Linked DNA regions of Mus musculus: region 1 is linked to region 2. A link is a contact called in public HiChIP or PLAC-seq data. All regions are on one chromosome and are shown on one strand. The core of a region is the stretch at or near the end of the contact, and the rest is flanking DNA. Distances in the headings are between cores, read along the strand shown.

Region 1 (5,068 bases), core at 1,214-3,713, 570 kb before region 2:
CATGTGTGGGCAGAAGTGACGATCCAAGATCTCGGAATCGGCCAAGCAGGTGAGAGGTAGGGATTTGTTAAAGGTACAGTGGCAGACAGGACATCCAGTCTCACCTCCCCACCCCACCCAACACACACACACACACACACACACACACACACACACACACACACAAAGACAAAAAGATGGGGGCTGTATGGTTGACATGGAGCATGAAGGACTTACAGAGATGGCCCACACGGCCTGTGTTGGTCCTCTACTCCCTCCTGTGGTGGCTCATGCCCACCCTGGGCTCTATGCCAAAGGATGACAAGATGTCAAGGACAGCCCACACAGAGGCCTGGATTTACCTGTTTGAGTAAGGCACAGTGACGTCACACCAGAGGGAGGCAGTCAGAGCAGAGATGGGTTGGGAGCTGCTTGAATAACACTGCAGAGGTGGCTAAGGGATCCTGTCCCCTCCCCCATGGGCCAGGGAGAGCCAAGACTGTCCTCACTCCTAGCTGAGGTCTTCTTTAGCCTTGGGAGGAGGAGCTATCATTGCTTGCCAGTGTGCCTGGGTGGCACTAATTTACCAAAGCTGGCCTGCAGGCATCTACCAGATGCCTGTGCCTTCAGCTCCTGGAAGTGTTTGCATACAGAACACTTGGGGTGACAATCAGCACCTCTCTGGTAATGTGCAAGAAGACTTCCCAACGCTCCCACCTTAGAGACCCGGAAAGGGTGAGAAGGAGCTCTCGGACCTCAGAGTCACTGAACCCTGAGTTTGAACTAGGTGTATCTCGGGCACTTTGGAATAAGTTTGTGCAGAACAGGGAGGCCTAATTTTGTCACAGCAAATTTAAGGTAGAATATTCAGGCACAAAAGGCAGGTGGAAAAGAGTCTGAGAGGGTAGAGGATGGAGCTGGCTGGAGCTGGCTGGAGCTGGCTGGAGCTGGCTGGAGCTGGTTGGTGCTGGCTGGAGCTGGCTGGAGCTGGCTGGAGCAGGCTGGAGCTGGCTGGAGCTGGCCGGAGCTGGAGTAGCTGAGGGAGGATTTTTGGGTTATCTACAGAGGGGGACACATTTACTGACGGAGTGAGGAGACAAAGAGAGGGAGTGGAGAGGGAAGCATGGATCTCAGGGCTGGGAGTCGCATGGGTTCCACAGAAGTGGGCTGTTTTGTTTGTCTCATGCTTGGATCTTTGAAGTGGGTGGGAAACTTTGGGGAGCCAGGGTGGGTCCCAAAGACTCTGGCTATATAGAGGCTTCTCGACCTCCTGACTGGACAGGAAGGAAGTACCCTGCTTGGCATGTGTCAACATTGAAGGCCAGTTTCCAGAGGGCAGAATGGAAGTCAGTGGTCTGAGGGCGAGGGGGATGGGCGTTGAGAAGGTACAGCTAGGCAGAGTGCAGAGGCTGAGGGACTGCAGGTGGAGTGGAGACTTCTGGGACAGCAGTGCTTGACCTAAGTAAGGATCGAAACCCCTTTGGTGGGGGAGTTGAAAACTTAGACATTTACATTGTAACTCATACAGTAACAAAGTTACAGTTATGAAGTAGGAACAAATATAATTTTATGGCTGGAGGGTCACCACAGCATGAGGATATTAAAGGGTTGCAGCATTAGGAAGGCTGAGAAGCACTGCTCTGGGGTGAGGCCAGGCTGGGGCTGAGGTATGATGCGGGGGTGAGGAGATGTCTGTGGAGGACAGGCATGGGAGATACACAAAGGGCCTGTGGCTACTTCTCATGATTATTCCTACCCTAAACTACCCAGAGAAGGGCCTGAAAGAGCTGTAATCACGGTGTTGCTGTTAATGTTGTTGTCGTTGTTCCTTCTCCGAGCTTGTGAGTGCTGGTAAGGCCCCAGACCTGCTTTCCTCACTAATGCCAGAATGGAGGCCTAACCCACTGAATTCCTGTTTGCTGTGTGACCAGGGCAAACCCCTTGACCTCTCTGAGTTACTCTCTTCACTTGTAAAGTTCCTAAGAGGAATAGCTCCTTGGTTCAGATGCTTCTGTTGCTGAAGCCACCGTGTTGTCACCTTCTGAAAAGAGACAGTGTGGGTAATGGCTTTGGCTGGGGACAAGCATGAGTAGATTGTGCCCAACCTCAAGCTCCAACTCTGGCCTTGTCTCCTTTGTGCCCAGGTCCAGTACCAGGGGCAAGCCTTGTAGCTCTGCTCCTTGTGGGGTGAAGCTTGGTCGCCCTCTTGTGGCCACACCTGTTCTCACATGCTTCCTTGGGGGTGACTTCAGTTCCCCAATGCAGAGGGACACTTAACCTCTTACCCATTCCTGATCCTCAATGGCACAGAAGAGACATCAGAGGTTAGACAGACCTTTGGCTGTGCCTGGGGGGATAAGAGGTAGAGGCTCTCTGTTTATTCCTTCCTCTCCCCTCTCCTCAGGTTATCCTCCCCGAGGCTTCTCTTTCTGGCAAGGCACCTCAGGGCCGCCTTGGACCCAGCTTGCCCACTAGCTTTGTGGGTAGGCCCAGGAAATGAGCGGCTGGTGTGAGTAGGCGTTTGGCAGCACTGCCAGGCTCAGACTCTGCTGGGCTGCCGGCTGCCAGCTGGCAACTGGCAACTCTGCCACCCAGGTGGCCAGGGTCAGGCCTAGAGGTTGCCCCCTGCAGCCTCATACCTGGGAATCTGGGGCCTACATACCCTCCCTCCCAGAGATGTGTGTGTGTGTGTGTGTGTGTGTGTGTGTGTGTGTGTGTGTATCTGTACCTCATGTGACCACATGCTACTCTTCTGCAGGGGCTCCTGCTTCATCCATTCATTAATCAAACATAATTAGCATCCTTCCTATTAACAAGATGGTCACCGAAGAGCACCGGAACAGAGAAAGAATGTAGAATGGGTGCCCAGGGTATCACTGGCGCTCATAAGAACCAGCAGTAGGTTATCAGAGGCTTGTGGCATTTAAATGTTGTTTGAACAGGATGCAGAAGTTGTCAGGCCGAGCAAGTAGCGAATGGTGTAGGCTCTGTGCTGCCCCTCAGGTTCCTGAGGGCCGCTAGCCACTTACAGAGGAAGCGCCCAGAGAGGTATGTAACTCAGCCACAGCTACACAGTAACTAAATGACCCATGAGGGTCATTTAGACCCAGGCCTGATGCTACCATTTTAAACGGTTCTGTTCCTTTGGTCTCAGTGAAGTGAGGAGGCCAAGGCTCTATAGCTTTGAGGCCAGCTTACAAAGGGCAAGAAGTGGTTCAGTCTGGCCAGCATGGGATTCTGGAAAGTTCTCCTCGACCAACCCTTGGTAAGGCATGTGTTTTATGTGTGTACTCATATGTGTGTCTATGTGTGCAGCATATGGTATGTGTATGTGTGTTATTTCATGTATTTAGTGGCACGTGCATTTGTGTGTACATATATATGTGAACTGGTGTGTGTGTGTGTATGTGTGTATCTGCATATATGTATTTGTGTGTTTGTGATGTTTCTGGTAGAGGCAGGGGATATCCCAGCTAGTGAGACTGATAATGAGGACTCAGCAGTGGTCCTGAGTGATGGTGGTGGTATTCTAGCCTCAGGGGGCTGTTAGTTGAGGGGTAATGAATTCAGAGTTTGGCCAGGGCATGGGCTGGAGGTGCAGGGTGGGTGCAAGGTGAACGGGAGGTAGCATGTGGTGGACCTGGTGTGGGATATGGTCTCTAAGGTGGGAGAGAAGAATTGCCAGAGAGGCCAGGGAGTTCAGCCTTGGACTGGCACCGGCAGGGCTGCTACACACTGGGTGTTCCATGTCGCTCACTCAGAGTGACGCACACACACATAAGCATACACACCCAACTTCCCCCAGGGTGCCTGGCTAGCACCCAGCTCAACAGCTGACAGGGAAGGCTCAGGAAAGGCCTGGCAGGCAGTGGCTGCACACTGCTCCACCCAAGCCCCACCCAAACCCTAAGTCACAAGCCCTGGGTCTCGCCTTCAGGCCTGGGCACTTGGTGTCTCTAGGAGACTGGGGGCATGCTGGGTTCCGTCCTATCTACCTCTACCCAGGCTCCCTGGGGAATACCAGATAAACCCCAGGCACGATACCCCTCTTAATAGTGACCTTAAAACACACACTTCCCCCTTCCAGTATTGTGGCCCCTGCCCACAGCCTGGCATCTCTCTTCTAGGTCCCTCCCCACTGCAGAACAGAAAGTCAAGTGGATCCCATCTGTCTTTTAGAGAACTGAGGTCTCTAACCCCCAGCTGGTACCTTGCCTACTGAGTCTGTGAAGAAAGACATCATGAACATTCCTAGGCACACCCTGTCTGACTGCATAGCTTATCCAGGCTCCCTGGAGTCCCAGCTTCCTTACAGGTCCAGTGGGGCTAGACGGCCCCCACATGGCAGATCCAGGTTGGGTCAGTCCCTATGGTGGCCAATGGGTACACTCCTCTGAAGGTGAAGGCCTTCTCTCCTCCTGTCAGGGTTCACCTGTGGTATGGGGTCTCCTGTCAGAGGCTCTCTGGGTCCCCTCCTTCAGGGCCCCTCATTGGCAGGCTGCCAGCTGCTCTTCCAGGCTAATTAAGTTATTTTCAAGCAGATGTGCAGGGTAGATTAGTGAGCACTTGGCTGCAAAGCCATGATCGGTGCCAGTCCCCAGCCCCCGCCCTGGTGCCCAGCAGCCCCGGAAATGCCATTGAGTACAGGCCTCCTGGACGGGACATCTGCTGCACACTGGGGGTAACCATACTGCCACCTCTCTCCCATCCTAGAGCCTACTCCACGGCTCTCCCGGGTGTGATGGGGTAGGAGTAGGGTGGGAGTCTCTCATATCAAGCCAAAGATGACCACAGGTCCTTCCAGTTTCCTTTCTGCTTTCTGATCTGGAAGGCAGAATATCTGGATTGTCAGTATGCCTAGGAATTTTTACCAGTGGTAATAGCTTGGAGCCAGTGTTTCCTGCAGTCAACTGTGTTCCAAGGTAGGTGAAAAACTGGGGTATCGACAAATAAGGAGCCTGGAAGCCAGAGTCACACAAGAGAGGGTCCAAGAACCCATCTTCACATTACCGCCGCTGGGCAGCCTATGGCCAATCACCATTAAATCCTCTGTGTTAAGCTCATGTCAATGAATAGGAGGGACAAGCAG
Region 2 (5,115 bases), core at 679-3,178:
CCAGCCTAAAAGGCTGGGAGTCCAATCTGTTACCCACCCCCCCCCCCAGGTTCAGAAACAGGGCTTGTCTGGGAAGATGTCATGGAGAGGAACGGGTGGTGAACCCAATCCCCTGGGCATGTGCTGGAGAAGTGATCTATCTGGGGACAGGGACAGACAGTGGTTTCCTGGGACAAGGGCTGTTAGTTCCCACAAACACTGTTAGGTTACTAATTGTGTTATTGACTTCAGTGGTGAGAAAACAGTCGTGGAGGGTAAGGAAGGTTGCATGATGGATAGTAGCTGGAGTCTGGGCCCAAGCCCATGTCCCCCTCCTTGCCTCTCTGCCTCGCTGCCTCGCTGCCTCGCTGCCTCCCTGCCTCCCTGCCTCCCTGCCTCCCTGCCTCCCTGCCTCCCTGCCTCCCTGCCTCCCTGCCTCCCTGCCTCCCTGCCTCCCTGCCTCCCTGCCTCCTGCCTCCCTGCCTCCCTGCCTCCTGCCTCCCTGCCTCCCTGCCTCCCTGCCTCCCTGCTTCCCTCCCTCCCTGCCTCGAGCTTCTTTCACTGTAGCAATGAAGGCTGAGCACAATTAGAGGTTCCAGACAGAATACCAGCCTGTTGCTACTACTCCCCAAGAGAGTCCAGGCAGAGAGCCTCGTCATACCTTGCATTACTCATGATCAAACATGTGAGCCACTGTTATCTGACGGTTATTAGCATCTTAGAGAGAAGAGAGTGTGAGACTCCAAAGACTCCAAAGAATAAAGGCCGAAGTCTGGATTCAAAACAAGACATAAGAAACTCCAAAGTTCACCGGAGACTTTTATCTGTTTCGACGTAAGATAAGCGTGGATCTAGGTGTTCTGGGCAGATGAAGTGTATCACACATGCAAGAGCAGGACAGGCCTGAAGGAGCATGTTCTTTTAACCACCAATCTGAAGGACTATAGGTGCCCAGGTAGGCTGTGGCGGTTTCAGCTCAGGCTCATGCTGGGATACCTGCCACGTGTCAGTCTGTACCAGGGCCAGCTGAGTCCCAGCAGGACCACTGTTCAAAGTAGCTGGACCTGGCCATGGTGATAACCCCATCAGAGAGACTTGACCCTCTTCTCCCTGCTCCAACCTTCACCCATTGGGGAGGTGCACTGTGAGATTAAGGGACCTGTTAGAGATGAGTCACCCAGAGAATGAAGGTAAATTCAAGGGACTGGAGCCCATCTTACCCACAGCTACCTCTGTGGGTGGCTTCCGATAGACGTGTGTGACCCGAGAGTAAAAGAAAACCTCAGTCAGACTTGATGTGACACCCCAGGCTCACACAGCAGCTGCCACAGCTCTGGCACTGAACCCTTGTCATCTCCTAGGAGATCTGAGCTCTTTCTTCCACACCATGTTGACCTGCTGGCTGCTGAGATATCAGTTGATATGGTTATACTCACTTGTTCTTGGGTACACATGGGAAAGGGCAGGCAAAGGCTGGTTACAAGGCTGGTCTTTCCGCAGTTCTAGACTCCGTGCAGGATGCTGGATATGGGAGAAGTTAATACTGGAAAACTCTGAAGTCAACTCTGTGTGCCCTCCTTGCTCTGAGCCATCTGCCTGCAAGTCAAAGAACCACAAGCTGACCTGGGCTAAAGACACAACTGAAGAGTCTGTTTGGCCTGAGGCAAATCACTTTACCTGATATCACTTTCCTGATCCATCACCTTTCCCCTCCTCCTGGTGTGGAGGAGAGAGTGAGAAGTGAAGTGGTCCAAGGTCTTCCCACAGAGCCCTATTCATGCCAGGCCCTTGGCAGACCATGTTCCCACAAGCTTGGATTCTTCTTCATCATCATCATCGCCCCTATCCCCTTCCTGGAACCAAGTCAGAATCTGTCAAAGAGCCAGGCCTCTGTCAACCCCACCCCAGCCAGACAGTTAATAAGTGACCAGAGCTCTGGACCCTGGCCTATAAGGGGCTGCTGGCCCAGAGGCAGGTGGCAGGCAGGTGGACAGCAGAGGAAGCAGGAACCCAGAGGTGTGAGCTTGGAAGCGAGGCCATGTCAAGAAGCCAACTGTGGGCTGCCGTCGTCCTGCTGCTGCTCCTGCAGAGTGCACAGGGTGTCTACATCAAGGTGAGACCCCCAGCCAGCCTACCTTTTACCTGGAGGACCTGGGCTCAGCCCAGCAGCCAGTCTAGACACCTGTTGGGTTGGGACTGCAGGCGTGTCAACAGCGGCAGTGATAGATGTAATGAGAGTGGCAGGTTTAGTCTCCTCTGCTCTCCTTGGAAGTCAGCACAGCCACAGTGTGGAAGGAACCCTAGAGGAGCCCAGAGGGAACTCTGTGGCTCCCTGCCTGTGCTCACCTACATGGGCAAATCACAGAATGGATTCCCTGGTAAGGAACCTTTGTGCTCACTGGAGGATAAATGGTGTCAAGCCTGGGTGAACATGTTCTAGGCAGAGCAAAGGCCAGACAAAGGGAACATGGACTTCAGAGGCCTCCCAGGGAGTGTTAGATGGGTGGGGCATGGAATCAGCCCTGGTTGTCGAGTGGCAGGATGCTTCTGGTTTCCCTAAACCTGTGTGACTACTACAGTCTAGCGTCTATATCAGGCAGGGTTTCCAGGAAGAGAATGAGAGAGAGAGAGAGAGAGAGAGAGAGAGAGAGAGAGAGAGAGAGAGAGAGAGAGAGAAGAAGAAGAAGAAGAAGGAGGAGGAGGAGGAGGAGGAGGAGGAGGAGGAGGAGGAGGAGGAGGAGGAGGAGGAGGAGTTGAGAGAATCAGTCTCAATAGAGCAAGCTTCACCAGGCCAGAGAGAGGACCTGTTAGCTGACCTGTCTAGTACTAGGCTTCCACAAGGGAAGGTCATGTCAGATGGGAAAGAGACAACCAGCTGGATGGAGGGAAAGACAGGATTTGAACACACAAGGGTCTTCTTGTTTCTAATGCCCATATGATGACCTACAGAGCTCTACAGCCTTTTGTGAGCAGCCTGGGACAGAAGGCCTCTATGTTGGTGGTGGCAGATCGCAATTCTACTTCCCTCCCCACAAGCTGCTTTTCTGCTGTGTTTTGGACTCTTTGTGAGCCCAGAGAATATTCTGGAGGACTCACGGGACCTTGATGAGCCCAGTCTCATGGCACTGCCTGCTCCTAACCAGGGCCTGATGACCTCTCACCCGTCCCTTCTCCCTAGTACCATGGCTTCCAAGTCCAGCTGGAATCAGTGAAGAAGCTGAATGAGTTGGAGGAGAAGGAGATGTCCAATCCCCAGCCTCGGAGAAGTGGCCTCCTCCCTGCTGTGTGCCATAACCCAGCCTTGCCCTTGGACCTCCAGCCTGTTTGTGCCTCCCAGGAAGCTGCCAGCACCTTCAAGGCCTTGAGTAAGGATAGGAACCCTTAGATCTTCTTGCACCCTCCCCTACCTCTCCATTGTCAGTTGTTTTTGTTAAAGCAACCCAGTAGCTGTGGACAGGGGGCTTAGAGGGTCACAGCTCCTGCCTGCCCCAGATCTGCCCCAGTCTGGGTACACTGATTCAGGTAGAAAAGAGCTCCATGGTCCTGAGAAGTTTCTCAAAGACCTCACAAGGTGGTGGGGAGGAACTCTGGGAAGAGACAGGTGTGATTACAGGAGACACATGCAGCTGATACATTTGATGCCATCAGGCTTGGAATGGCTCCCTGGGAGGTGACAGCTAAGCTAAAATGGGAAGGGTGGAGAAGAGCTGGGCACATGCTGCTGCCATCTGCAAGCATTCGTGTCCCTGCTCTGGGTAGGCCCCCATCTGTCCCTCTTGACCAGGACTCTTCCTACAACATTCAGGTCAGGTTGATTGGCCCATGTAGCAAATATGAAACCTCAAAGGAAGGGATGGGGGAGTACCTGAGAGAGGAATCTAGCCCCTAGCCCCTCATTCTATATGGAACTTCTATATGGAGCTTCTATATGGAACACCCCAGGTTCTCTCCCCAGGAGCTCCTCTCTGAAAACTGGATGACAGCATCCATGATCACTAATCCCCAGGGTCCAATTTCAACTAATCTGCCTTCTTCCTGCGCAGGGACCATCGCCACCGACGAATGTGAACTGTGTATAAATGTTGCCTGTACAGGCTGCTGATGAAATGACTCTGGGTCTTAAGACCACTCCGGACACTTTCCCCACAGCCCAACCTGTCCATACTTAGGCACCATTGAAGTAATCGCCATCCTCCCAGCATAAATGGATCCTTAGCAAGGCAATGTGGATGCAGAGTTGCCATATTTGGCCCCCAGGCAGCTGCACCTGAATAAAAAATGCTACCCACAAAACCAAGTGTCCGTGTGCTCACTTCTGCGCCGTGGGCGGGGCATCTCGAGGAGCTGGATGAGAAGCAAAGACAGTCCAGGCTGGGCATAGGAATTCCCCACCCACATTTCCAAGCCCAAGGAACTGACTCATGGTGCCCACGTCCCAGGTGAGGGAGCCCAGGGTAGCCCACACTCAGGACCTTCTCCTCTGGAGTAGCTCAAGGCTTTCCCGCTCTGGGAGCAGAACTCTTCTTGACAGAGAATAGTGGAGAATAGGTAAGGGTATGTTTGGGATGGGATGTCATTAACAAGTCCAGTGACAGTCAGGAGACTTTGCTCTCCACAGTCTAGTGACACTCTCCCCTTTACAGAGTGTCCATTTTTGTGTTCTAGATCCATGCAGATTTCTAAATCCTTGGCAAGATAATTCAGAGTTTTCATCAGTCTGAAGAAGCGAGTAATGCTGCAATAGCCAGACCCTTTACTTATAAAGAATGTCCCTACGGGGTCACAGGCTGGGCGGAACGGCCAGGCAATGTCTTCCCAGGATGATACAGTCCATGCTCTGGCCACTGTGTTGTCGTCGCTACATATCCCTGGCTGTGGATGATGGGGCCAAAGGCAAGACTCAGTGTGACCACCATACATCTCTCCTAAGCAATGGGAACACAGCCCCCTGTTAGGTTAATGGGAAATACTCCCAGATGGTGTCTCCTCCCCGGCAGAGTACTTACAGGACACAAGGCTGTGACTGCTGCTCTGTTGTGGCCTGAGCCATGGAAGGTGGATCCCAGGGCTGAGGCCTTTACTCCAGTCAGGACTTGTCCTGGAAATTCCCAGTATGGGATTTCCCACAGGGCAGGT

Evidence for each region. HiChIP or PLAC-seq counts read pairs in DNA pulled down with a chosen protein or histone mark.
Region 1: a contact with region 2 is called in an HNF4G HiChIP or PLAC-seq map of pancreatic cancer cells. The contact joins the enhancer-like site here to the promoter of Guca2b in region 2. A contact is called at or near these places in 1 of 39 promoter capture datasets (hippocampal neurons) and 1 of 115 datasets of contacts at active chromatin or transcription factors (pancreatic cancer cells).

The regions. Positions count from the first base shown.
Region 1 is chr4:120,222,761-120,227,828 of GRCm38.p6, reverse strand. The region is part of intron 1 of Gm36134 (a long non-coding RNA gene); the gene reads left to right. Among named protein-coding and RNA genes, the nearest start is that of Gm36013, 35 kb to the right of the region's middle. Within about 2 kb of position 2,463, at least 63 of the 459 cell types and tissues checked have an H3K27ac peak or open chromatin away from gene starts, as enhancers often do. A contact at or near this core is called in pancreatic cancer cells, where this site is marked.
Region 2 is chr4:119,655,758-119,660,872 of GRCm38.p6, reverse strand. It overlaps Guca2b (guanylate cyclase activator 2b (retina)), which reads left to right and starts at 1,928. Exons shown (of 3, transcript NM_008191.2): 1 at 1,928-2,092; 2 at 3,158-3,344; 3 at 4,023-4,272. The coding sequence starts at 2,018. The coding sequence ends at 4,081. It overlaps Gm35761 (a long non-coding RNA gene), which reads right to left and starts at 2,585. Exons shown (of 6, transcript XR_868074.3): 1 at 1,200-2,585; 2 at 641-751.